Regions from separate parts of the Mus musculus genome. Here regions 1, 2, 3, 5, 6 and 7 are each linked to region 4. A link is a contact called in public Hi-C, HiChIP or PLAC-seq and promoter capture Hi-C data. All regions are on one chromosome and are shown on one strand. The core of a region is the stretch at or near the end of the contact, and the rest is flanking DNA. Distances in the headings are between cores, read along the strand shown.

What was found. Promoter capture Hi-C pulls out the DNA fragments that hold promoters and counts their contacts. A called contact is a pair of places that touch in the nucleus more often than the background predicts. HiChIP or PLAC-seq counts read pairs in DNA pulled down with a chosen protein or histone mark. Capture Hi-C pulls out chosen DNA fragments and counts their contacts.
Region 1: a contact with region 4 is called in a promoter capture Hi-C map of hippocampal neurons, with 10 times the contacts expected there. The contact joins the enhancer-like site here to the promoter of Irf2 in region 4. A contact is called at or near these places in 18 of 39 promoter capture datasets (the 3T3-L1 cell line, 3T3-L1-derived adipocytes, the C10 cell line and 10 more), 1 of 15 datasets of contacts at CTCF or cohesin (large pre-B cells), 9 of 484 Hi-C or Micro-C datasets (embryonic stem cells, palatal mesenchyme and pre-B cells), 15 of 115 datasets of contacts at active chromatin or transcription factors (the SCID.adh cell line, SST interneurons, acute myeloid leukemia and 11 more) and 2 of 9 other capture datasets (adipose tissue and embryonic stem cells).
Region 2: a contact with region 4 is called in an H3K4me3 HiChIP or PLAC-seq map of stem cell-derived neural progenitor cells, with 4 times the contacts expected there. The contact joins the enhancer-like site here to the promoter of Irf2 in region 4. A contact is called at or near these places in 2 of 39 promoter capture datasets (cranial neural crest and embryonic stem cells), 3 of 115 datasets of contacts at active chromatin or transcription factors (cardiomyocytes, large pre-B cells and stem cell-derived neural progenitor cells) and 1 of 9 other capture datasets (embryonic stem cells).
Region 3: a promoter capture Hi-C map of embryonic stem cells shows a contact between it and region 4. The contact joins the promoter of Snx25 here to the promoter of Irf2 in region 4. A contact is called at or near these places in 6 of 39 promoter capture datasets (the 3T3-L1 cell line, the C10 cell line, the SN4741 cell line and 3 more), 4 of 484 Hi-C or Micro-C datasets (CD4 T cells, Th1 cells and embryonic stem cells), 4 of 115 datasets of contacts at active chromatin or transcription factors (astrocytes, embryonic stem cells, memory CD8 T cells and 1 more) and 2 of 9 other capture datasets (adipose tissue and macrophages).
Region 5: a Hi-C map of embryonic stem cells shows a contact between it and region 4, with 2.4 times the contacts expected there. The contact joins the promoter of Stox2 here to the promoter of Irf2 in region 4. A contact is called at or near these places in 5 of 39 promoter capture datasets (cranial neural crest, embryonic stem cells, hippocampal neurons and 1 more), 15 of 484 Hi-C or Micro-C datasets (cerebellum, embryonic stem cells and palatal mesenchyme), 3 of 115 datasets of contacts at active chromatin or transcription factors (SST interneurons, embryonic stem cells and large pre-B cells) and 1 of 9 other capture datasets (embryonic stem cells).
Region 6: a promoter capture Hi-C map of liver shows a contact between it and region 4, with 2.5 times the contacts expected there. The contact joins the promoter of Trappc11 here to the promoter of Irf2 in region 4. A contact is called at or near these places in 5 of 39 promoter capture datasets (the HPC-7 cell line, embryonic stem cells, liver and 2 more), 3 of 484 Hi-C or Micro-C datasets (effector CD8 T cells, embryonic stem cells and muscle stem cells), 2 of 115 datasets of contacts at active chromatin or transcription factors (astrocytes and neural tube) and 1 of 9 other capture datasets (liver).
Region 7: a contact with region 4 is called in an HNF4G HiChIP or PLAC-seq map of pancreatic cancer cells. The contact joins the promoter of Cdkn2aip here to the promoter of Irf2 in region 4. A contact is called at or near these places in 1 of 39 promoter capture datasets (embryonic stem cells), 2 of 484 Hi-C or Micro-C datasets (both in embryonic stem cells), 4 of 115 datasets of contacts at active chromatin or transcription factors (astrocytes, extraembryonic endoderm stem cells, memory CD8 T cells and 1 more) and 1 of 9 other capture datasets (adipose tissue).

Annotation. Positions count from the first base shown.
Region 1 is chr8:47,370,519-47,373,288 of GRCm38.p6, forward strand. It overlaps a transcript of Stox2 not described here. Among named protein-coding and RNA genes, the nearest start is that of Gm39171, 48 kb to the left of the region's middle. Within about 2 kb of position 1,308, at least 30 of the 459 cell types and tissues checked have an H3K27ac peak or open chromatin away from gene starts, as enhancers often do. A contact at or near this core is called in SST interneurons, adipose tissue, hippocampal neurons and 1 more, where this site is marked.
Region 2 is chr8:47,332,792-47,335,726 of GRCm38.p6, forward strand. It overlaps a transcript of Stox2 not described here. Among named protein-coding and RNA genes, the nearest start is that of Gm39171, 11 kb to the left of the region's middle. Within about 2 kb of position 1,585, at least 169 of the 459 cell types and tissues checked have an H3K27ac peak or open chromatin away from gene starts, as enhancers often do. A contact at or near this core is called in embryonic stem cells and stem cell-derived neural progenitor cells, where this site is marked.
Region 3 is chr8:46,151,074-46,153,962 of GRCm38.p6, forward strand. It overlaps Snx25 (sorting nexin 25), which reads right to left and starts at 1,368. Exons shown (of 19, transcript NM_001372342.1): 1 at 709-1,368. The coding sequence starts at 1,083.
Region 4 is chr8:46,738,440-46,741,406 of GRCm38.p6, forward strand. Irf2 (interferon regulatory factor 2) reads left to right here and starts at 1,306. Exons shown (of 9, transcript NM_008391.4): 1 at 1,306-1,497. It overlaps Gm16675 (predicted gene, 16675), which reads right to left and starts at 1,076. Exons shown (of 3, transcript NR_045750.1): 1 at 723-1,076.
Region 5 is chr8:47,288,082-47,291,086 of GRCm38.p6, forward strand. Stox2 (storkhead box 2) reads right to left here and starts at 1,321. Exons shown (of 4, transcript NM_001114311.1): 1 at 1-1,321.
Region 6 is chr8:47,532,100-47,534,928 of GRCm38.p6, forward strand. Trappc11 (trafficking protein particle complex 11) reads right to left here and starts at 1,371. Exons shown (of 30, transcript NM_177240.3): 1 at 1,220-1,371. It overlaps Rwdd4a (RWD domain containing 4A), which reads left to right and starts at 1,546. Exons shown (of 8, transcript NM_203507.3): 1 at 1,546-1,844. The coding sequence starts at 1,821.
Region 7 is chr8:47,712,663-47,715,436 of GRCm38.p6, forward strand. It overlaps Cdkn2aip (CDKN2A interacting protein), which reads right to left and starts at 1,269. Exons shown (of 3, transcript NM_172407.3): 1 at 858-1,269; 2 at 226-356. The coding sequence starts at 1,108.

The DNA of each region.
Region 1 (2,770 bases), core at 58-2,557, 630 kb after region 4:
TGGTCCCTAGCACTTGCGGTAGAGGACACTCAATACCAAGATGATGAAAACACTCACGGATCCACAGCTGTGAGGTCTCTCAGAACTGAGTAACCACGTTCCTGAGCATGTACTTGTAGTCAGACAAACCATAGCAAACTCATCGCACCGAGGAGAGTTATCTGGCCCCTGAGGTAAGCTTATCCTACTAAAATTCCCATTGCCGTTGCATCTTGTGTTTTAATCATTTTCAGTGGGAGCCTTTGAGCTGAGAGGATCCCTGACAGTTTTATAGAGTCAACGTACAGGACATGGCCACCCCACACAGTGCCCCAAATACCCCGCTTATGTAAGTCTCTGCTTGCTCTTCCTGGAGCAGCAAACGGGCCTGTGACCTGGTTCTGCCTTTCTTCGCTCGCCCCCTAGTGGGGAGACTAAGGCTGCGACAGCAGCTCGAAGAAGAGGAAAAGAGCCTGGAGAAAGGTGTCTAGGACAGGGAGACGGGGCTGGGCTGCCACAAAACCAGAAAGGACGGATACTTAAGGCAAAACATGGTATTTTCCCAAGTTATATAGAATTTTTATTTTAAATTATGCATGCATGCTCAAAAGAAATTAGCCCTTCATCCACCTGTTGGAACTAACGAGCTAGAGCTCTCAAATTTAGACTTGACTCTTAAATGAAAGAAAAATTATATATGTTATTGCATGGGACATCACTTTTCACTCAATACACCCCCACACACACTGCCTGGCAACTAACACACATACATATGTTCTCTCTCTCTCTCACACACACACACACCAAGAAAAGATGTTTGCACCCAGACTGTGTGCACAGCAAGCCTCTCTGGTGTCACTTGAAGCCAGTGTTTTACAAAAGAAACCAACAAAGAAAACCCTTAGTGTGTTGTGTGTTCAGCCAAACTATTCTGGACACAATACCAACAAAGGGTGGGAACTCTGAGCAGCCGCCCTGCCGTAACTCCTTCTGTAGACTCTGCACCTACATTGTTCTTACAAGATGAGGCCTCTTTCTCAGATGTAGCTTATAACAAACAAAACAATCCCAGCATTGCAAATGATTGCCATGAGATCACTAACAAAAGTGTGTGCCGTTATGTGGAAATCACGAGAAGCCAAGGTGAAAGGTCATGGTTCTAACTCCGAACTTCAGTTTTCCTCCATAGCCCATAGTGTAGCCTTTCATAAGGTCACAACTTTCCCAGCTACAAAAATTAGAGACTTGAAAGCTTCCCTCAGAGTTTCTACCCTGGCTTTGATTATCTTAAAAGAAAGTGTGGGCACTATGCCTTCCATTTCCTATGGTCATGGTGCCCTCTAGTGGCTTATAGGAGCTATGACATGTGTAGGTTGTGCTTTCTTTTCTTTCCTCCTTTCCTTTCCTTTCCTTTCCTTTCCTTTCCTTTCCTTTCCTTTCCTTTCCTTTCCTTTCCTTTCCTTTCCTTTCCTTTCCTTTCCTTTCCTTTTTCCTTTCCTTTCCTCTTTTCTTTTCTTTTCTTTCTTTTCTTTTTAACCTGGGAGAACGGTAGGTACAACCTTTCAGTCAATTTGTCTAACCATGGTAACCAGGCATCTGGTCAAATATCCATCTAGATGCCACTGTGTATGTTTTAGATGAGAATAACACTCAGTTGACTCTGGGAAAAGCAGATTACTCTCTCTGATTTGGATAGATGGCCATGGGAACTCAGGCAGCAGGCACCTTTCAGAATCTCCAGCCCCGATCTCCAGCTTGTCTTCCTGTCCAGTTTGGCCCGCTCTGTATGTGCCTGTGTGTCCGGGGAGGAGAAATATGTGTAGAGGGGATGTTCTTGGGGGTAGGAGACAGGGTGCATAGCACTGAGTCTACATCCTATGTCTTTGGAGAACCGTAACAGGGAAAAGGGAGTAATAAATCAAATTACCATACATAAATGTAACAAATTATACACAAATGTAACAAATTATCATACACAAATGTATCATTCCGGGCCATCGGAAAACATTTTTTTTTCTTTTTTAGTTTTTTTTCGAGACAGGGTTTCTCTGTATACCTCTGGCTGTCCTGGAACTCACTTTGTAGACCAGGCTGGCTTCAAACTCAGAAATCCGCCTGCCTCTGCCTCCCGAGTTCTGGGATTAAAGGCGTGCGTCACCACGCCCAGCTGAAAACATTTTAATAACTACAATGACCATAAAAATCATATTAAAATAAAAATGACCCAAAATTTAGTATGTAGTTTTACTCATGTAAAAGTTTTACCTAAATGTGAAAAGTGATTTTCTATTTTACTTTTAATTTTGTATGATCTGCAGGATCAAAATTTAATTTAATCTCATAATGTAAAGTAAAAGTTTTAATGAAGATATTGACAGGTGTGATGGCTCAACAAGCCTTTAGCCCTAGATCTCTGTGAATTCAAGGCCAGCCTAGTCTGCATGGGGAGTTCCAGGCTAGCCAAGGCTACACAGTAACTACTACCCTGTCTCAATCAGTTAAAACATCAAACAGGTATTTGTATTTTACTTTTTTAAAGGATTTATTTATTTATTTATTATATGTAAGTACACTGTAGCTATCTTCAGGCACTCCAGAAGAGGGCGCCAGATCTCATTATGGATGGTTGTGAGCCATCATGTGGTTGCCGGGAATTGAACTCAGGACCTTTGGAAGAGCAGTCAGTGCTCTTAACCGCTGAGCCATCTCTCCAGCCCCTATATCTTAATTTTATGACAGCACTAGTTACAATAGCCACAGGTAAAATTAAACCAGGTAAATATTAGCAACA
Region 2 (2,935 bases), core at 335-2,834, 590 kb after region 4:
TCTCTGCCTGCTGCCTGCAGATCTGAGCGTAAACCTCTCAACCACTTCTCCAGTACCCTGTCTTCCTGTATGCCACCATGCTTCCTGCCGCTATGATAATGACCTAAGCCTCTGAACTGTAAGCCAGCCCAATCAAAAGCTGTGTTTTATATAAGAGTTGCCATGATCATGATGTCTCTTCACAGCAATAAAAACACTAAGCAAAGTCTGTCCCTCTGGATTCAAGGCTCTTTTGTCTGTGCCTAGCTCCCTGCTCTAGATCTGCTCTGATCCTCTGTGCTCTGAGAAGGCTGGCAGTCTTGCCCACTTCCTGCCCCCTCCCCCTTAACTCACTGTGGGAGATAAGCCATGTACCATCCAAAGAGAAGCCACCCGCCTTTCTATCTGGTAAGCCCAGGGCAGAGCCAACAAACTGTTCCAATGGATACCAACAAAGAGTGACTATGTGGGGCAAGCATTAATTACAGGACAGGCTGGCATGGGAAACAGATGTCAAGGCTCTAAAAGGAACACTTCCTCAGCAGGTTATAAAAGGACAGAGTCACCATCTCTGTCCCATGTCCTACAATAAAGCACCAGGGGAATAAGGCTGTCCTGAAAGACTGTGACATTTTTTATTTGCTTTTGATAACAAAGTGACCAAGAACAAGAGACTAAACGTCCACTGAAGGCTCATCTGACACAACCTCCCAGGGCATCCCAGGCCAGGAGACGGCTTACCTGGCCCTTCTCTGCTGTGGCCTTGTGTTCCAGCCTCCCAGATTTATCTGTGTGACCTTTCTACCTCCCTCCTTGCAACATTTTTATTATTGTTTATTATATTTGTTTATCCAATTTCATACATGTTATACATAACAGACTGAGTTTGTTTTCATATTTTAAAGATCACTATTTAACCCTGCAGTCAAATAGTCTCAAGAAGGCGTCTGGAAGTGTCACGGTTATAGCTGTAGTGAAATTCCTAGACTTCTGTCAGCAAATGGAAATGGAGACTTTTGAGAAGGAACCCCCCCCCCCATGCATATCAGGCGTTGTATACAATGGATATGGGTAGCAAACACGCATCTGCTCTCATCTACTCTGAAACCTATTGGGCTGCTTTTCCTCTGTCCTAGACAGGAAACAGTCAACAAAAGCCTAGCCACCAATTCTTTAACAGGTGAAATAGAGCCTGACCAAGAGGATTAAAAATATAAACAAAAGAGGGGCCTTTTTCTTCGCTCTAATGTGTACCAGAGTATAAAGACAAACTACTTCTGGTCATGTTAACTTACAAGCTCGGAGTCACTGTTTCCACTGTCTCTCTTCTAACCACCTAGTATTTTACATACTCTTAAGTGCAGAGTTGGTTCGAATCGAATCAGCAACATTAAAAGGTTGATTTATTATGATTAAACAAATAAGTACAGCCGGTACCTATAACTGTACTTGCGTAACACACCTTGTCCCAAAGCAGCCTCCCAATGAAGTACAATGCCTAACCTAAGATTGTACCTCTGTAACCAAGCAACTAGGTTTCAGCCAATCACAGCCATCAGGCTTTTCCCAGTCCTGGCTGCTGCCGATCAGGCCATGCCCATATAAGGTGAATGCTGACTGTGGCCAATCAGGTTGCTTCTCTATGTCACTTCCTCTCTCTTGCTATAACTATAACCTGTTCGGTGCTGACACAGAAGTGGGCTCCTCGGTAGCTTTCCAGCCCCTCTGACAATGCCTGACAGCATCACAGTGGAGGGATTTGCATGTCTTTATTGCCGATTTTCTTCCCTCTGGGTGACAAACTGTATCTTAAGATAGCGCTCCGTGCTTGATTGGTTCTGTCATGTGTACTAAAGACAGGCTAGATCCTGCAGGACTGGAAGCAAATAGCTGTACAATCAATACGTATCTCTTCCTTAAAGCTACAGAAATAGCCTGAGCCTGGGGAGACAGCAAAAATCAGTAGATTGCCTGGCGTGGAGTACTCAGAACCATCTGCAAAGGTTTAGGTTCTACAAACTTTCCTCTTCCTCTTCCCTCTTCTCCCCCTCCCCTTCCCCCTCCACCTCCTCTTCTTTTTTATTTTTAATTTTGGTGGTAGGCTTCTTTGTTTTTCTTTTTCTTTCCTGTTTGTTTCTTTGTTTGTTTATTGAATCAGTGTCTCGCCATGCTGTATGCTTGTCTAGAATTCTCTCTGTAGCCCAGGCTGACCCAGAACTTTCAGTCCTCACAGAGTAATAAGATTATAGCCTGTGCCTAGGACCTACTTCTTGCTCAAGTAAAAAAATTAACTTAAACTGCTCTCTGTTTCCCATCAGCACAACAAAATTGCCAGTCCAGCTGCTCAGGCAGGAAACAAAGTGTCAGAAGTGCTACTGGTGACAAGCAGAAGGCCAGGGTGATGAAAGGCTTCCCATATGTCTAAATTTTACTCTAGTTCTAGACTTTAAACAACTATTAAAGAAATGCTAGTTTAAACTTAGCAATAGGGATACAAAGGAGATCTCGAGATACACAAAATGCCATAATTCATGCATTTTTAAAAATATTTATTTATTTATTTATTTATTTAGTATATGTAAGTACACTGTAGCTGTCTTCAGACACTCCAGAAGAAGGCATCAGATTCCGCTACAGATGGTTGTGAGCCACCGTGTGGTTGCTGGGATTTGAACTCGGGACCTTCAGAAGAGCAGTCGGTGCTCTTAACCACTGAGCCATCTCGCCAGCCCGATGCATGCTTTTTTCCCAGGAAAATAGCATATTAGACTCCATATCTTTTCTGTGGAATTCTGTGTTGCATTAACAGATCAAAAAAAAAAGATTTATATTAAAAATATTCAGTTGGAAGAGGAATAGAATTATTCAGCCCTAAGAACCAGTGCCAGGCTTGAGAGATGGCTTGGAGGTTAGGAGCACTCGCTGCTCTTCCAGAGAACTGGAACTCAGTTCTCAA
Region 3 (2,889 bases), core at 118-2,617, 590 kb before region 4:
TCCGGTAAAATGAAGGTCCTTTTAAAGGGTTATTATAAACAGACTGGAGGTAAAGTTTGATTTAAGGCAAACAGGGTTGGTAGGAAGGAGGGCAAAGCACGTTGAAAATCCAGTTCTTTCCTACGTTCCGCAACATAACCACAACCCTGATGTCCTACACCTGCCTGAGGACAGCTTTTCCTCTTAACAAACGACAGTGGTTCCTGGTGAGCATGCCACCCCCTCAACCCCCTCAAATAGACATCCACCTGAGCTGCATGACAACTTAACCAACATGGTGGAAGACAGGACCTTACAGGTATGAAGTACACGGGGCCCATTGAGTGAGCTCCCTCGGACTGGGTGACCTAACCAAGTTTTCTCTTCTGTAAGCCGTCATAAAGTTATCTCCCAACCACTACAGATCGAAGAACCAAACAGGAGCATCAGTGATGAATGCGAAGCCTGCCTCCCGTGGGTGCTGTAAGCGGATTTTTCTCGGCACTCACCAACTGCACTTCAACATCGGAGACCCGCCTGGATGGATCTCTCTGTGCAGAGGATGGTGGATGAGTTAACTACAGCGCCTAAAACGGCGCGCGTGACCAAGCCCGCGCAGCCCAGTCTTCCGCGGGCTTCGGCTGCCGGAGGGCCACCCGGCCGGAGCCCCCCGGGGTCTGCGCGCGCACGAGGCCGCGGGCACGCGAGGCAGTCGAGACCGGTACTCACCCGCAGCGGACAGCGGACGGTCGCCGCCAGCCGGCTCCAGGAAGAGACGAAGTCCGGCGGCTGGGCGCGCGGGCTCCAGCAGACGAGCGAGACCAGTGTCCCCAGCAGCAAGGCGGCCGCGGCGCAGCTCAGGTACAGGCTGAGGCGCAGCAGCACGGCGCCCGGCCCCGTGCCCGCCGCCGGTCCCCAGCCTGGGACCAGGCAGCACAGCGCCAGCACTGCCAGGGCGGCCACGGCCGCGGGCCCCCGCCAGCCCCAGCCCGGGCCGTCCGCCGTCCGCGGCCGGTCCGCGGAGCCCCGGGCAGCGCGGCAGGCGTCTGCGGCGGACGTGGGGCCGCGGCGGGCGCCGCTGCTGTCGGTGGCATCGCGGTGCATGCTGCTTCCTGGGCCGCTGGCGACAGGCTCATCTCCCGGCCCGCAGCCCCCCGGCGCCGCCCCGGGCCGTGGCCTGTGCGCGGCGCCCCGCCGCCTCGCCGCTCCCGCCGCCGCTCGCGAGGCAAGGGCAGCCCGCGCTCATGCCCTCGCCGGCGGCCCTGAGCGGGAACCGCTCCAACAGACACCGCCGCGCCCCCCCTCCCGCCTCGGTGCCGCCGCCCCGCGCCGGGCCCGCAGCTGCCCGCCGACCGGGCGCGCCCAGGTAGCGGGACCGCGAGGGGGACTGAAACCCCAAGGGCTCGAGACGCGCGGGGGCGGGGGCGGGACCTGCGGCTGAGTGACAGTGGGGCGGGGTCGCCCCGCCCACCCGGGGCGGGGGCGGCCGGAAAGGGGCGCGACCAATCGCAGTGGACCCCGCTACTTCCCGAGCCCCGCCCCCGCCCCCCGGGGACCGCGTCTGTTCGTGGAAAATTTTGCTGCAGGTGTCAGAAGCCTGCGTTGAGCTCCGCTCAGGTACCCCCTTATTTTCGTCTCTCCGCTCCTCGCCTTGCCTACAGCCCCATACCAGACGCCAGCCTTGTTCTCTAGCTCTCTGATTAACCTCGTACTGTCCCTGATCCTCTCTTTTACTACTTTCTTCCAACGGACCCCACTCCACTGCCCAAGGGTAGGGGACTAAGACAAACCTGGAGGAGTCAAGCGAAGCCTGTGGTTCCCACTTACTTATGGAAAGACTCCCCAGTGCCAGAGAGTGTACATAGCTGCCACAATCGATTTGGCTCCGATTTTGTGTTTTTGTTGCCAACAACTACTCGGTACAAAAGCTGTTACCCACGCAAAAGAAACTGGTTCAAAGAATTTTGAGAGAACATATTTTCCTTTCCTCTCTTGACTGCAGCCGGTAGTCTACAGACGATGTTTGCTGAGATGAAAGATGTCCAAATGCTGCTCAATACTGTAACAGAGCTGCCAAAGCCCATAAAGGGTGTTGACTGTCTTAGAGGGATGATGGAAATGAAGGATTTCTGAAGACACTGGGAGAGGAGATAGAGTAGAGAAGACAAAAAAAAAAAAAAAAATGAAATAAGAAAATAAGAGAAGCTTGACAGATAAGGAGCTAGCACCCCCATGACACTGAGATGAAGAAGTCCAGGTTCTTTAACTTGTACTATTTTGTTTTGTGACAGGGTCTCTCTGTGTAAACCTGGCTATCCTGAAACTCACTATGTGGACCAGGCTAGTCTGGACCCCCCCAGAGATCTACTTGCCTCTGCTTTCAGAGTGCTGGAATCAAAGGTGTGCAGCCTAGGTTTGCAGTGTTCGCTAATATGGTGATGGGTAGTGCCCTCCGAGTAGCAGACAAGTAACATAGGTGTTACAATGCAGTGTTATATATTGTGGCTACACTGGGTTTTTGGTTTTGTTTTGTTTTTTTCTGTAAAGGGGTTGTTCCATCTGTAATAAGTATTGTGCCATTTCATCAAAAAAAAGGAAAAAAGTCACAATACTCATGAATAAAGTGCTTGCTTACTTGCTTGCTTAAAACAAAGTATTACACAAAAAAGTTATTATTCAAGAAAAGGTACAGGTATACATTAACAATCCACCCATGTATTCATTCCAGGTCTTCATAATAAATTTCCCCAATGGCATATGGATTTCAAGTGGGAGACGAAGTCATAGATTTAAAAAGCATACCTAAAATTTAATTCTAATAGAATGTAGTATTTAAGTGAATTATTTTTATAACTATTTAAAGACAAGTATGTTTCTCATGTTTCTAAAAGGATTTCTAAAAAGATTTTT
Region 4 (2,967 bases), core at 56-2,555:
CAAGACAGGGTCCTTAATCTCACTGCTCTCCTTCTACAAGGGCATGCATACTTTCCTTTATCCCTGTCTGTGGAATCCACTAATTCTATGGCAAAGAGGAGGTAGAATTATTTTTCAGATGTTTACACATAGATAGTGACAGTCTCCTAGGGTGGGATGCTTTCCCCAGTGGTTAGAGAAGGCAGGTGGTGGGCTGAGGAAACTGTAAGCCAGGCAAGAAGCAGGTGTAACTAAATGTAAGGGAATACTTTTAAAGTTAAGTGACCAAACAGCAAGAGGTTCCAAGCGAGCTGGCCTAGTAGAGCCCATAGGCCGCTGCACCTGTCATAGGTACTGGGCCCTCTTCTTGCATTCAGTATTGTCTCCACGGAACAGCACAGAGGACAGCAGCCAAGGATGTTCAACCAATAAGGACAGCCAAATTTAGGAGTTAACAGGCAGCGTTCCCTCCAGGTTCAGTCCCAATCAAGACAGTTTAAGTTCATGTAACTCAAACCCTTGCATTTTGCAGGAACTGGACCGGTTATGGCAAAGACATGAAGTAACTTTGGAGAGTGACTTTCTAGGGGAAGGCCTTCCTAACCATCCTAGCTTCCACACTGAGTGCCAGGCTGGCCCTTCAACCCCCCTCAAACCCCCCCCCCCCCCCCGTTCCCCAGTAGGAGATCCAATAAAGTAGGGGCACAAGTAATGCCGTCTTTTCAGCTGACTTCGTTCCTTACATTCCTTTGCAGCGGGCGACTTTCCAAGATGAGTTTGTATATGCAGCCTGTGCACAGCGGTTCTGAGCACTTAAGCCACAGGTCGGGAAGGGTCCCCAGGCTTCCGGGGCTCTCTCTGGTCCATCTCCACCCTTCAGGTAGGATGTAGAGTCAGGTCATCTCCTTCCTTCCCTACGGCCACCACCAGCTGGTGGCCAGCTCCCAAGCCAGCGCCCCGTCCACCACTTCTGGTGCCCCACAGTCCCAGCGTGGCCCCGGTGAAAAGCGCGCGCCCTTCGGCGCGATCCCCACGCTCACACGCGCTGCCGCTTGTTGCTCCCCGCAGCCGCGACGTGGGGAAGTGAAAATGAAATTGACTTTTCCGAGAAATGATGAAAGCCGTGCCGGCCGCCAATGAACAGCGGCGGCGAACTTCCGCACCTCCAGGCTGGCGGCTGGAGCCCTCCCTCTGCCTCCACCTCCGGGTTGCACAAGCTTGAAACAAACACTGGGGAGGAAGGGCGGGGAGGGAGGAGGGCGGAGGGGGAGCGAGGGAGGGAGCGGGGCCGGGAGAGGGCGGGGGTGGGGGGGATTTCCAGCCTCGGCTCCTCGCAGTTTCCTCTCCTTGTTTTGCTTTCGATCTGGACTGTTCTCAGGCAAGCCGGGGACTAACTTTTAGTTTTGCTCCTGCGATTATTCAACTGACGGGCTTTCATTTCCATTTTACACACCCTAACAACACTCACACCTTGCGGGATTGTATTGGTAGCGTGGAAAAAAAAAAGCACATTGAGAGGTAACATTTTTTTTTTTCAAATAATAGTTGTGGCTGTGCGTGTGTTTTCTCTCGAGGGCATGTTGACGGGGACAGGAGGAGCTATGTATGTATGTGCGTCCTGATGCTTTGACACGATGTTTTGCAGACGGAAAAATGCCGGGGTTCATAAATATTAATACCGATTTTTGGAGGAAGAGTCGGCGCAGTTATGGATCATCTGATTTTAGGGGAAGCAGGGGTCTGCTGCTGTTGCCGCTGGTACTGGGGCTGCTGAGGCTGCAAAGAGGAGGAGGTAGAGAGGGAGGAGGAGGAGGTTAGTGAAGGTTTAATTTCACTTTTGGATTTGCAGATGAGAAGAGGTGGCTCCATGGACACAGATCTGCTCTGTGTGATTCTGCGCTCCAGGTGTCGTGTGTTGTGGGTACAGGTCCGTTGGAGTCCGGCCTCATTTAAAATAAAATTGGTGTGTGTGTGTGTGTGTGTGTGTTGTATGTGTATGAGTGTTTACAGACACTGTCGCCACCAGGTCCGAGGAAGGGAACCGGGTTCTTCTCGGTGCCCAGCGGCCCTTCTTTCCCGGCGGTCTCTGGTGTAAATAGACTGGCACCCGCGGTCCCTAGATGCCCGTGCCCGGGCAGTGACCACTGTAAACTTGAAGGCTGCCCTAAGGCGGTCCCAGGATGCGCTCGCCCGCGGGGCTTGGGGTCGGGTGACCGGCGTCTGGTGCCAGTGGACACTCGGGCCGGGCGGGCTCCGCGCGCGGCTGGGCGCGGGCCTGGCCGGCGCGCCCGGCTTCCTGGGGACTGGGCCGCCGCCACACGCCAGGAACGTCGCGTCCTCCTCCCCGCCGGCCAGCGTCTGGCCTGGCCTCCGGGCTTTGTCACTGCACTTGTCCCAGCGCGTGAGGCGCCTCGGAGGCGCGTCCCCGGAGGGCTCCGCGCTCAGGGGTCACCCACCCCGGCGCGGCCTAGCTGCGAGTGCCTCCGGGTCCCCGCGGGCGCCCCCGGGGCCGGCCTGGCGCGCTGGGCCCCGACCCGCCTTGGCTACGGAACGGGCGAGGTGTGGGGGCGGGGAACCTCCGGGGACCGAGCGGCGCCCGGCGGGCTAGCATGGGGTTGGGGGTGAGGCTGACGAACGCTTGGGGTCTCCGGGACGTGGTGGGAATGAGTGCCCGCCCTGTGCCCTCCGACCCGCTCCGGGCGCCGGGTGACATTCGCCCGCCGGCCGAACATGGTTGGTGCAGAGCGGCAGCCACCACTTCCTCTCCGCCCCGCCGGCCCGGCTCTCTGGGCGAGCGATGCGGGCCGCGGCCAATCGCGGTGCCCAGCTAGTCCCTGTCGCTCGGCCTTGGGGGCCGGCTCCCCTGAGCGGCCCGGGAAGCCTTCGCGAGAGCTCAGGGCCCCGGCTCCCCGGACGCTGTCCGCTGGGCCCCGGCTCTCGGACCGTTTGCCACCCTCAGTCCCTCGCCCCTTAGGAGCAGGGAAGGGA
Region 5 (3,005 bases), core at 71-2,570, 550 kb after region 4:
GCCTCAGCGCCAGGGCGCAGCGCGCTGCTTCATCCGTCTACCGAGGCCACGACCCGGGAGGACTCTGCGCACATTTTTTCCCCCAGCCCCTCTTCTCGTCGGTGTCTACACCGCCGGCGGCAGGTCCGGCCCTCCCCACGCCCCCCCACACCCCCACGGAGAAGGCTCGGATTTTACACTCGTCCCACAATGCATTCCACTTCATTTGCAATCCGCCGGGCTTCCAGCTTCCAGATTCCTGAGGGGGAAGGCACGTTGGGAGGCTCGGCGGCCGGGAGGGGGCGGCCCGGGTGGGGGCGCCGAGACTTGCAGCGTGGAAGCAATGGGAGCGCAGACAATGGCCCGATTCAGCGCAGGAGTGCTTAGCCAACTGTGCGCCACAGCACAAAAGACCCAAACAAATGAGGAAGCCGAGGCCTCCGGGGGCCGACCCGGGATCGCACGCCCCGGCAGCTTGACCGGTGGGCGGCAGCCCCAACCGCACTAGGAGGCTTCAGCGCGAGGCGTGGGGATGACAGCGTCCGAGTCGCGTCCCCCTGGACCTCCCAGCCGCGAGGGCCGCAGTCCCCGGCGCCCGCTGTCTCTGCTTCTCTCTCGCAGTCCTCGGGAGGCAGTCTTCATTCCAGAGGCTCGAACGGGGGGCGCACGGGAGCACCGGGACCGCCGCTGCGACAACGCAGGAAGAGCCCCGTTGGGTGCTGGCGACCGCGGCGCGCCGTCAGGCTTCCTCCTTCCGAGGCTGGCGGGGGCGCGGGAGGGTGGGGGCGCGTGCCGACACGCGTGGGTCCCCCGCCGCAGGCATACTCTTACTCACGGGCCGCGGTGGCTGCGGAGCCCGGCGATCGGCCCCCGCGCGAGGCCATCGCGGCTCGGGGACTAGCGCGTTGCGCTCTGGCACCGCCGAAAGCGGGACGGCTACCCAGTGTCATGCTAATCTCGGGGCAGCGCGGAGGCTCGGCGTAGATCCCCGCAGCAAAGCCCCAGCGGCGACGGCGACGGCGGCGGCGGCGGCGGCGGCGCGGGGCCTGGGCCCTGCGGATGACACCGCGCGGATCGTTCCACGTCTTTCCGATGGTCCCTCCCCCTCGCTCCGAGGGCTAGCCTTCGTGGGAACGCGCTGATCTGCGGCGCCCGGCCTGGTCCACCTGCGCCCAGCCGGAGACGCGGGGCGCCGCGAACGCGCGGGGACGCCAGGCCCACGCCGACTGCCACGCGCCAACGGCCTGCGCCCTCTGCGATCCTGAGTGGAAGTCACTCCCCAATGGCCTGGTTGCGCTGGCGGGCCCGGGGCCTCTGCACCGCCGGGCCCTGCACAGCTGCTTATGGTCCAAGCACCAATCGCTGCAGGACAGCGGTGCGCGCGGAGGAGGGGGCGCGGGCCAGACGCGAGGTCACGCCGAGTTAAAGGCGCCCGGCCTGGCCGCCAGCCCCGCCACGCGCCGCCACTCCCATTCTTATCCACCACTCTCACCTCCCCATTTGGGTTGCCAAAAATGCGTTTTGAGCTCTAAACAAGGAGAATAAACTTGATTGCCTCTGGAGGTGATCTGTCATTTCCCGTTTGAGCTGGGTGGTTTTTTTTTTTTTTTTTCTTTCTTTCTTTCTTTTTTTTTTTTTTCCTTTTCTTTAATGCATCTGTGACAACGAGACGTTCCCAATCATTTTTAAAGGTGGCATTCCACGCTGATGGGTGACAAGATGCAGAGCCAGCAATAGGAAGCCTTCATGGAAACGTGTATTCAGCAGTCGGAGGGCCCTAAAGGGTTAAGATTCAGGAAGCTCTGGCAAGACATCCAGGAGGCAGAAAGGCAATGAGATCTAGAAGGGAGGCCATCATCCATCTCCAGTATGTGGCTTGGTAATACATAGCCAGAACAACCTCTCTGTGGATACCAAGGGGGTGGGGATAAAAAGCCACAAGTCGCATATAAAACCTATAACTACATCAAGCAATATTAATTACTAACTACAAACCTATTAGCTAAATGTTTAGCGACCTCCTTTTAGATTCAAGACAAGCCTTTAAAAGGTACCCTTTGCTAAAATGGCAAGGAACAGAAAGACGACTGGTTTAGAAGATCAATGTGTAAAGGGCCATAGAGGTGAATTTTTTGTTAATGTTTTCACGAATGGGCGTTACTGACATTCAGGTATCTCAAATCAACAAAACATCAGTTCTCAAGACACCAAAATGGTCACACAAATTTTTGCAGTAATTATGACTTAAGAGGGATTGTGATCATGTGACAACTTTGGTATTCATTCACTGAGCAGATTAAATAGGCAACATACCAAATATGGTCCCATGCAATGAATGGTCCAGCAGAAAAGAAATGCAGGAAGCTGAGTTAAAGCCAAAAGTTGTGCCACATTTTATAAAGATGCATTAACCTCTGTGAGGCATGCCAGTAGCTGGGGCCTAGAGCATGAAGAGCCCCTCAAAGAGTGAAGGGATTGGTGTCCAGGGCCATGGGAACAAGTGCGACGGTCCTGAAGTCTAAACCAGTCTTGGTTTCTGTTGGAAGAAATGCAAGAAGGCCAGTATGGCTGGAGTCAGAGCTGAACAGGAAAGCCGTGGGCGGTGAGGTCAGAGAGAGGGAGCGTAGATCATGCAGGGACTTGCTAGCCATGTTCAAAGTTTTATTTCCTACTCTTGATGGACTGGGGGCCACAGAAGAACTCAAAGCAAAAATACAGCCATAATTTTATAATTTCTATATAGAAGGAGTTTAGAGGGTATAATATAAGGCAGGGGCTAGTTGGTAATTACATGTAATATGTTTTTAAAAAATGATCATGTTCACACTGTGAAAGGATGAGTGGGGCTGGTATACATTTGAAGAGGAGAGCTACATCTGGTCTCAGTCGCTTGTGACAACAGACCTTGCAGGGAACTGAGAGCATCCACTGGCCAAGCAGCCACACCAGGCACCTAAGAAGCAGGCAGCAAACATGCCAGGGTTCTCAGAACCCAGATGATGCATGAAGCAGGTATGGTAGCCGCT
Region 6 (2,829 bases), core at 121-2,620, 790 kb after region 4:
ACCAAACAGTCTAGATGAGAATGTGAAAGGGCCTTTTCCCTTGATCTTAGAGGCTCCAAAGAAATAGCTGTGGCCCTTGAATATTGACCGGCTATAAGGGGAAGTAGAATAAACTTGCAAAGTTTTAAAATTAGCACCACCTGAGAGGTATACAGCATGAATCAAAGAAAAAAAAAGTCAAAATTTCCAGCAGTTATGTTAGAAGGGAAAAGAGAAGTTGGCTCAGAAAGCACTCCTGAAAACCCATCATTGGAGAGGCAGAGGCAGGGGGCAGTTTCAGGCCAGCCAGGGCTATGGAGATATCAAAGACAGCCTCCCAACTCCCCCCCAAAAGAAAAAGAAAGATGTGGGATTTTAGATATATTCTATTTTAGCCAACAATATTTTCCAAACATCATTATAAGTTATCGATGAACTTGTAAAAACCTATTTGTGCATTGTCTTCAAGCCTGTGCGTATTTTATAGGAACTGCACACCCTCCGTTAAACTAGCAGATTTCAAGTGCTCTCTAGCCTTCCCTTAGTTACTGGCTCTCACAGCTGACAGTGTAAATCTTTTCCAACAACGTCATGAAAACTACACCAGCAATCCCGGCTTTATTCTACCTTACAAGCTTGGACACTTGCAATGGTCCTGACTATGCTGTAGGAAAATTTAAAAAGGAACGGAACAGGACAAGTGTTGACTGAATAGATTTCAGTGACACACAGGAAAGAAATCGCTTCCTGATTTCCCGGAAAATAATGGAGAAACCAAGCAAACCATTGACAGAGAGGGAACATGGAGAAGTACAAAGTTAAGTCCTCAGCACCAGATCACCTCGTCAGTGCAATCTATCATAGAAGAGAAACAAGCTAACCCAATCAGAGTATCTACTAAAGAAGACGGCTATCAATAAACAGGTGGTTTGGGATGCAAGTCACCGGCTAACAAGCAAGGATTCAGAGACATCCGATTGCAAAACGCTCAAATGAAGAACCAAAGGGCTGTCCCTAGGATCTCAGCATTAGGCTCTAGTAGCTGCCACTGGGCAAGGAGAATAACCTCAAAGTCCTAGAAACTGACATTATTTTCCTCCACCACTCCCACCTCTCTGGCAATAATTCTTTGCAGGGGAAGGAGAAACGCCAAGATTGCATCGGTGGACGCCAAGGGGAAACGCAGGCCACCAAGCCAGCCGGGATAGCCTGGCCTGGAAGGTCTCTGGGCCCAACTCACCCTGGCCGCACGCCCTGGACCCGCTGCAGCTGCGGCGAGTCGCCGTCAGCCCCGAAAGAGGCAAGAGAGCCAGGCAGGGGCGTCTAGGAATGCGGCCACCGACAAGCAACAGCCCCAGCCGCAGACCGGGCGACAGAAGGCGACACTTCCTTTTCCCCGCCTCCGCTGGCACAGGAAGCACTTCCTGGGCTTGAGTGACAGCACTCCACACCAGTCCTGGAATAGAACGGGTTTCCTTGTTAGGAAGGTGTTCCATTTCCTAGAGGAGAAAGAGTTGGGGGCGGAAAGAGAAGGAGCCAATAGGAGACGCGATCGTGAGAAGGGGCGGGGCTTCCTCGGTACCGCCCATCAGTAACTGGTCAGAGGTCTAGGTGTCCCTTAACGTGATCCCGGTTCCCGATCACACATAACGCGATCCTGGGTTCCCGGCCCACAATCGACTGCCGGTGGCTTGGTGCTGCCGAGGATCTGGAGCGCACGAGGTCGTACCCACGGCTGCGAGGAGGATTTCTCTAGACCGAGGCGCGGAAACGGGGTGCCCCGGCCTCCCGCCCGCTGCCCGCCCGTTCATCGCGGTAGCGAACGCCGTGCGCCCGGCACGATGGGTGCCAACGAGGACCAAGAGGTGAGAACCCAGGACTAGACACCCCTGTCCCGGCGCAGGTCACGACGTGGAGCACCCAGACTTCGCACGTGTCCTTTGCTCTGAGAACCTTCTTCGCCTGTCCGGATGTCCCACGTTGGTGGTTCCCCTGCCAGATAGCACTGGGCAACCTTATGGCCAGCAAGCACGAATGGGTTACGTGAGACTCAGCCTCCCGCTTCCCTCATTTGTCATTTTTGTATTTAGGTCTTCCTAGATTTCCTTGGTAAGATGAGTGTCCTTGGTCCACGACCCTAGAGCACTTGGCCGTCCTTAAATCCCTTGTGTGGCTTAGCGCTTGTGTGTCGAGTTATTCTGTCTTCAAATCTGAACGCCTTTAAATTTGAAAACTTGTGGTCTCGTGGAAAGGGTCGATCGAGTAAGTAAAATCTCTACAGAAAAATGAATGACCCTGGTGTTTCGGTTTCTGTCCATAATGCTCAGTGAAGTCACTCCTCAGTCTGTTGTTGAGGGATATACAATATTTTTGAGCATCCTCATGTCAATCAGAATTTTGTAGTTTGTGTTTTGGTTTTTGTTGTTGTTGTTATTGGTGGTGGTGGTTTGTTTGCTTTGCAAAATATCAAAGTCGGAAGGAATAGGTCCTATAAATCACCTGTCATTGAACTTTCCAACTCTGTAATGTGTCCAGATGAAAAAGGAAAAAGAGCACCCTAGCTTGGTGAACGTGGTAGAGTAAGGATTAGAAGATAAATCCCACCTGGCGGTAGTGGTGTACGCCTTTAATCCCAGTGTTAGGGTGGCAGAGGCAGGCTGATGTCAGAGTTTGAGACTAGCCTGGTGTTCCAAAAATGCCTTCTCAAACAAAGAAGACAAATCTTATGTAGCAGTAGACTCCTTGTGTAGTAGTAGATACATAGTAATTTGTTGTTTGTTTTGAATATGTTGCTTAAAAATTAACATTTGACAATGTGGGTGTTAATAGAATCTAGACTACAAATACTCC
Region 7 (2,774 bases), core at 19-2,518, 970 kb after region 4:
CATTGGACTTGAAAATCTAAAAGTTAATCAAATTCAGCACCAAAACAGACAGACAGACTCAGACAGACACACATACACACACAGTGTAGCTTTAACATTTTAACTAGATTAATACAGCATACACATTCTGGATTGTTAAAAAAAATTAGTAATGACAGCGATTCCTAATTTTATAAAGCATATTTTCTAAACTCCTATGTATGTTCACATCTATGATCTGCTAACCATTGCTACTTGATATCCCTCTTTTCTTCACCTTGGCAACCAGTTCGTCTCGTGTGGTATGGATTGGAGCATCTGTCACTTTGATGCCTTCAGCCATACTAAGAATTTTATCCATAACTTTTTGAGGGTACCTGAAAAAGAAGCAAAAGTCGCTCTCAAGAAGTGGTTTGTTTTTGTTGTTGTTATGCTTTATTTTTTTTTTTCCGAAAGTACTGGCAGCGTGAGGAATGCAGGAGTGCGCAGACTGCATTTCCTGGTCGTGATCAAAGTGTACGAACCGCGCGACAATCGAAGATGGCCCAGACGAATGCCCTAAGGGCTCGGGAGGCGGGTCTGTGCCAGGGAACCTTTAAACTCGGGGTCTCCCGGGCAGATACTGTCAGCTAAGCACCAACAACTCCATCTGCCGGGCGCATACCACCCGGACGCCCGGCAACTGTGAGGTCGGGGACAGCCCCGGACGCCCTTCCTGCTCTCCCTCCGAGGACCCACAGTGTCACACCGATTCCCGCGCTTCCCAAGCGGCCCTCCCCAGCGTCGCCGGTCCCCGCGAAAGCGCTCCCCGGCCAGCGGCAGGGGGCGTGGAGCAAAGCCCGGAAGGCTGGCTGGAGAGCGACGCTCCCTCCACTCACCGGCACCCTAGGAAGACATGGTTCGCCCAGGCCATGGAGAAGGAGACCAGCTGCTGGAGCTGCCGAGTGCGGGCTCCGCTCTCCGCGTCCGCAGTCTCGTCGGTGGCGGGGACCAGGTCCCCGGCATTGCGAAGCAGAAACTCCCGGCGGTGGCGCCAGTGTTTGTCCGTCTCGCCCTCGCAGCGCAGCGTCTCCACCCAGGCGGCTACCCGCGGGTTTTGGCTCAGGTACTCGGACACCTCCTGCGCCATGTTGGGGACCCTGCGGGACGGGGAGAGCGCAAGCGCACGGAGCCCCGGGGGCGAAGCGGCCCTGTGTCAGCGCGGCCTGCACCGGCGGCCCTCCCGAGAACGCCCCTCCAGGAGCCCAAACCCCAAACAACAGAACAAGGCGCCGACGAACCGCCCACTTCCGCCGGCCACCGCCTCGCTCCCTTTTATAACCTCGCCGCCGCCGCTGCCGCCGCGCGCACACGCGACCTTCCGGCGCGAGCGCGTCCTCCCAGGATGCTTTGCAGCGCCCAGTCGCCAGCGACTCGCTCGGCGGTCGCGCCGGCGGAGGCGGGGCCGAGGCGACTTCAGCGGCCAGCGGCCCTCCCCGCCCTCGGCGCCTAGGGGCGGCCGCTGGGGCGTTCCGCCGGCGCTTTGTGACGCCGCGCTCCGGGGGGCCGGGAGAGGGGGGCGGTGGGACAAAGCGGGCGGAGCGCGGAGACCTGGAGGCGTCCGAGTTGCCGCCCCGCCCCTCCTGCGCGTTCCGCCCTCGGACGCTCGCGGTCGCACGCGGCCAAAATAAACAAAAGCTGGCTTCCGCGCCTGCGCCCTGCCGCGAAAGCCGCTGAACCCTTGGGCCCGAGGCTCGGAAGGTCTCCGGGCGTTTGGGGACCTGCGGATGCCTTGTGGGATGGGGACAATAAAAGTACCGAGCACGGTTGTAACTTAACGACGAGCACAAGCGGCTCCTCCAGTTGGATCTAACCGGCTCTTTGAAACCAGGCCTTTGCGCTTGCGCCCCACGATCTGGCTGGGTTTCCGCGGTTTCTTAAGTTCCTGGTTCAACCCGCTTCCTCTCCCTTAACGCTTTTGGTCCCCGAACTATAAATGACCCCGTGCCAACTGGTTTTAACTGTTAATCCCGGTTGGACCAAAATGGAAATGTATCTGCTTATCTCGTCCTGGCCTCAGTCCTCAAGAGCAACTGCTTCTGCATTTGTTTTGTTTTGTTTTATGAGTTCGATTTTTTGCTTGCATGTGTGTCTGTGCTACATGTGTGGGCCTGGTGCCCTTGGAGGCAAGAGAGCAATGGCTCTCCTGGAGTTGAGTTGACCCAGGATTTTGAGCGCCCTGTGGGTGCTGGGAATTGAACCCAGCGCCCTGTGGGTGCTGGAGGTCTTCTCTAAGATCTCGTACTACTGAGCCATCTCTCCAACCCATGGATTTTTTTTTCTGGCGTGTTTATTAACATTTCCAAGTCTAGGTATGTGTCAATAAATCAAAGGATCAATGTAATAATATGAGATAGTGATAAATTATGTAATTGAATTTTCCCTCAATAGATTTTTGCGTTTTGTTGTGAAAATGCTTAAATCAGAATAATCACGCAAAAATTCAGTCATTTGGTTACTAAACTTGATAGCCATGGGCCTGTGCCCCAACACTGTTCAGCTCCAATAAGGCAATTAGAAGGGACACGTTAGTAGTGGAAAGCAGGAAAAGGCTTTCAAAGAGGCCACACTGGCAAGGAGAGACAAAGCACCCCTTTAATTCCAGCACTCTGGAGCAGAGGCAGGGGGATCTCTGTGAGTTGAGGCCAGTCTGGTCTACAGAGCTAGTTTCAGGACTCCACAAAAGAACCCCTTTCTCAACTCTCCCCCTTCTCCTAGCAGAGAGAGAGAGGCAGACAGACAGAGAGACAGAGACA